Regions from separate parts of the Oryzias latipes genome. Here region 2 is linked to region 1. A link is a contact called in public Hi-C data. All regions are on one chromosome and are shown on one strand. Each heading gives the region's core, a stretch centred on a gene start, on an enhancer-like site or on the middle of the called end of the contact. The rest is flanking DNA. Distances are from core to core; before and after follow the strand shown. Region 1 holds the start of LOC101166820 (zinc finger protein 346). Region 2 has its middle 14 kb from the start of LOC101161079.

The links. Hi-C and Micro-C count contacts between places; a contact is called where the count stands out from the background.
Region 2: a contact with region 1 is called in a Hi-C map of embryo, with 2.7 times the contacts expected there. The contact joins the enhancer-like site here to the promoter of LOC101166820 in region 1. A contact is called at or near these places in 5 of 5 Hi-C or Micro-C datasets (embryo, fibroblasts and gastrula embryo).

Annotation. Positions count from the first base shown.
Region 1 is chr14:24,398,805-24,401,392 of ASM223467v1, reverse strand. It overlaps LOC101166820 (zinc finger protein 346), which reads right to left and starts at 1,281. Exons shown (of 7, transcript XM_004076766.4): 1 at 1,162-1,281. The coding sequence starts at 1,216.
Region 2 is chr14:24,542,782-24,545,369 of ASM223467v1, reverse strand. No RefSeq gene overlaps it. Among protein-coding and RNA genes, the nearest start is that of LOC101161079, 14 kb to the left of the region's middle. Within about 2 kb of position 1,314, at least 1 of the 8 cell types and tissues checked has an H3K27ac peak or open chromatin away from gene starts, as enhancers often do. A contact at or near this core is called in embryo, where this site is marked.

The DNA.
Region 1 (2,588 bases), core at 32-2,531:
TACCCAAACTATGCCCAACGCATCAGCAGTTCCCTCTCTGCAGTAATTTAATCCAAAGATTCTGCTGAGACAGCAAGAAATGCAGTAAATAAAACAAAAAATAAAAGATATTTTTCCAAAGGCTGATGTTATTTGCACACATTTAACTGATGGTATTTTAACCCTATAATGTGGTTCCGTTACCACCATTACACTAACTGTAACCTCGCCCTTAACTGTCAAATGTCTATCCTGAATCCAGATCTGTTTGATTATAAACATTTCACTTAAGATTAAGAGAGATTTTAACAGAACACAACAGGAAAATGAATTTTAATTTTTCTTTTGATGCATGTAAGGCTAAACAAGGACATAGATCAAAAGATAACTTTAAAAAAATAGGTGTTTTAAATAATAGGTAGAAATGATGTTGAAATTTCCCATCTGCAGCTGCTGGAAGCTGCTGGAACTATGCTGTTGGATGTTTGGGAAACTTGCATTGATTCTGTGTGATTGCTGGATGTTTTATAGATAAATGTTTTCATGTTTAAATCATTTTAACACTTTTATTTGTTGAACATTCTTTGTTTTTAATGAATGAAGGATGCACTCATCAGAAAGCACATTTTTGTTTCCACTTGTTATATTTGTAATGGCAACAAAATTATCTTATTATCAGCATGAAGAGGGGGAAAAAACTTGAAATAAAGTATATCAGCATACAAATGATTTTGATTCAACTTTATTTAATTTTTAATGGAGCTCTTCCAAGATCTGAGCATCTCACTTTCTCAGATGTGGGACATTGATTCAGGACAGTCAGTGACACGATGGACCGAGGGAATTTTTACAGGCTGGAAGTTCAAGCTAGGTGTGTCTCCAAAATTGCTTCTGAGTTCAATACTGTCTCAGTTGACGACAGTCTGGTCACTTTTCTCCACGGACCAGAGCCCGTCAGTCAGCGGATGCAGACTCCCTGTCATCGACCTTGGATCCACTGCGGCTAGCTTAGCTTAGCACGTTAGCCATCATCCTGGCTGGAGCGTCGGCTAATGTTTGGCTTCAGGAAGCTAACGTCAACATTAGCTCAGATGGTTCCAACTGGCTAGCTTACAAATAAACACACCGACGACTTAACCAGTAAACTGTTACTCGAAATTATAGAAAAGAACTAGGACTAACCTTTCACAATCTCCGGAGACAAGCAAAGAAAATTGTCGCTGTCTAGCTCCGCCATGATTATCACCTACAACCAGCACCGCTGTCCGTAGCTTGCGCATGCGCGATGTTTACATTCCCAAGAAGGCTGCAGAGCATCAGAGCACGCGGGCCTGAATTTTATTAGTGTAAGATCTGTGATTTAAGACTTTTTGACGGCCAATGATGTAGTGACACTCTTTACAGAAACAGCTGATATATCAGTATGAAAGAAAAAGATCCTTAAGGACGTATGGTAAATATGAAACGATGATGTGCAGAATATCAGTCGATTTATGATCTTTGATATATACTGTCAGATGACATACATAGCACATAAACACGGATTGTGTCTGTTATTATTTACTAATTGTGTATATTATAGTTTCCGCATTGTAGCGCGTTTTGGCGATAATAGTTCAGCTTAAATAACTCTCTTAACTTTTCCTATTCATTCTCTATGGTAGTTCTTAGATGTAATACACTTTTTCACCACTAGCAAGATCTTGGTGGCGCTGTTTCCACATCGTCTCTTAGTAGTAAGGATTTTACAGGACAGATTAGATCCGATCGCTTTTAAAACACAAGAGCACAACAAGTTAAAGTCTCATGTAAGTAAAAAAATAAAAATAAAAAACAGGACAAAGTCTATAATTTGAAAACATTTCTCTTCCCGTCATTGTTGAACATGAGGACTGAAACTCCAACGGTGAGGGTAACAGCTGGGATGAGAGGAACGTGTTCAAACTAGAAACTCACTTTGTCCAGTTAAGTGTGTTTTCAAAACCTTATTCATTTAACCAAATGTAGTGAGGTGAACAGGGGTTACATTACATTTTCTATGTTATTTTTATTATGCATGACAGGGGTGACAGTATTTCATTATCCAGAAAAGAGAAGATGGATATGCATCATTTATCCTCAGGAATCCCTCAGGTTTCAGGCAGCAAAATGTTCCTGCTCCAGCAGTACCTGAAGAAGAAAGAGGCTCAGAACCTGCTCTTCCTAAACCTTCTTCTAGTCCTCCAGGTCTGTGGCAGACTAGACGTTCATGCTGACGTTAGGAAACATGGTAGAAATGATGTTTCCCATCTTTTCAGTGTCTTCTTTAATAATAATAATAATAATAATGGATTGGATTTATCTGCGCTTTTCAAGACACCCAAAGCGCTTACATTGTGTCCATTATTCATTCACTCCTCATTCATACTTGGTGATGGTAAGCTATGGTTGTAGCCACAGCTGCCCTGGGGCAGACTGACAGAGGCGTGGCTGCCATTTCGCGCCTACGGCCCCTCTGACCATCACCGGGATCATTCATACACATCCACACACCAGTGGAGCCACACTGGAGGCAAGGAGGGTGAGGTGTCTTGCCCAAGGACACAACGACATTTTGGCTGGAGGGAGCG
Region 2 (2,588 bases), core at 65-2,564, 140 kb before region 1:
AAACTGACAAAGAAAAAGACCTGAGAAATATGACCTGAAAACAAGACACTGTGACTGTGACAGGGGAACAAAAAAAAATTAACACAAAACAAAAGATATCTCTGAAAAACAAAACAAATAAAAGTGCAAATTCCTAAGACAAAAAAACCTGAAAACTGGACATTCTCCAATTCTGGACCTCAAATTCCTTTTAAACACCGGCTCCTTAAAGCTCCTAATTTCTCCTAATTTCCTCATTCATAACACAAAATGTGTTATCCAGATAAAAAATAAAATTCAGAGACATTTACAATGGAACTATCCAAAGATAAATCATTTGGTTACAGAAAAAGAATGACTGTAAGGTAAACATAATAAAAAATTGTAATTTATTTATTCTTTTTTTTTTGTAAAAATCTTGTTTTTAAATCAAGTTTTTAAAGACTTGTTATTTTATTCTGCATTCCAAAAGAAATAGTCGAACTGACTACTGGTCATTTAACTATGATTTGCTAAAAATCATCAAAAAAGCTTCTTAAATCATCAACAGTGGGTCTGTGGGCGACACAGATAAACAGAAACTCCCAAACTTCATGTTCCACACAGCTCGCTTGGACTTGAGCTTGATTGTACTGGACAGCGTCTTTTCAGAGCCAAACCACACTCCTCTGCAGATTTCAAAGAAAAGCCAGAGGCTCTGGCAGAAAAACCGATCCCCACTCAGTGTCCCAGCGTGAGCGGCGGCCCTGTGGACGCTGGCCGCATCAAAACCTGCCATCACCGCGACTCCGACACAGGAGGAGCTGTTTTTAAACCCTCTGCTGAAAAAGACTATTATTATCAACTTATGAGGAAAAACATTCGGTGTTCTCTCATTTATTTACTTTTAAACTTTAACTTGCTGAATTCAGCAACAAGATTATTTCATTCCTAGCTGAACATTTTGGTTTTCTTAGGGGGGGTTTATTTCTTTTTCTAGTAAATATTTGTGTAAGGTTCAGCTTCAAACACCTCAAAAGTACAAATTTAGATCTCAAACTAACATAAAAGCTGGAAAAAGTTCTACTTTTTTTCTCTCCGTTCTGGCTGAGGATGAAACATCAGTGAAGCTGATTATTCCTAATTTAACACATGTTTTTAAAGAAGCCCTCTTTGGCTGAAATGTCCAGCTAATTGGTTTGTTAAGACGAGAGAAAAAAGGCTGAGGGGAGGGACAGGCAGGAAAATATCCCCCCTTTCTTTCATTCCAGACAGGTTAAATGTGCAGTTAGGCCCCAACAATGGAGCCGGGCTTTCACATGCAAACATGAGGTATACGGAGCGAGCCAGGTTTTGTGGCTGGTGCAGAGACTTCAATTGAGAAGCAGCAAAGCGTAACGGTATCTCCACCCGTCCAAGCCTCCCACTTTCCCTCCCTTCTTCATTCCGTCCCTATGAAATGATAGGGAGGGAATTTATTTTCCCTCCATCTCTGGACTTCTTCTTTCGTCTCAGCTTGGTATCTGACAAATACAGTATTATCATTTTTAGACACTCTTGCTCGTCTTCAGCAAAGATTATTGTAGGATTTTAAAGGAAACCTTCGAAATACATTGTCTTAAATTTCCATTTTAAAACAAATTGTGGCTCTGCAGGTTATTAAACACTCATTTTGCAATCCCTCTGCACTTTTTAGTGTGCAAAAACAAAAATAAAATGTGCAGCAATACTGAAGCATTCCAGCAACCTATTTGAGTTTTTTAGATTTAAAGAATACGACTAAAGCCTTTTGAGTTCAAGCACTAAGAAGCTTTCTGGCTATTTCAGAAGAAGAACAGGAACTTTAAAAACCTTCAAACTCAAGCAGCACACAGACAGGACAGTGGTAGGGAGGGGTCCTGCAAAGAAAGAAAAGAAAGAAAAAATGTGAGCTTGGGGATGGTAGCTGAGGGTATATTGGGTTTGTCATACAAAGGCAGAGGCCGTGAAATGGTGCTTGTAAAAGCGCGGCGCTGGTCGCCTCATTGAGTTGTCAATCTGCCCGGCAGGTCCCCTCCATGATGAGACCTGTCAGACCCTCAGACGCGGAGCAGGAGGGGTTGGAGATGACCTAATGCCAAATCATCTACCCCCTTTTTCTCTCTCAAAGCTTTCAAAAGACACCCCCACTGGTCCGTAATGTCGCCCCCGTGGAGCGGTAAAAGGAGACGGACTGGTCCAATCAAGACCGGACCCTGGACTGCGTTAAGGACAAAACTGGACACTGAGGAAATTTGAATCCAGACATCATCCAACCTGTTTGGAGAAAAGTGAATGTCCAGAATATATAAAGATTTCAGTGAAGTTTCTGACATGTGAGATGAAGAAAAGCATTTGTACAGAAATGGAGGGTTTGGATAAAAGCAGACTCTACACCAACAGTTTTAGGTTGATGCTAATCCTCAACTGTGTCTGAATAAGTGATTTGTTTAAGCATTTTTTCTATAAAATCTGAGAAAAAACTACACATGAAATTGTGAAACCCCCCCACAAAAGACTCAACTTCATCACCAAAAAGCTTAATTTAACAGAGTTGCGCTCTCTAAAACTAAATTAACAAAAAACTAAATAAACATAATGAGATTTTAGAT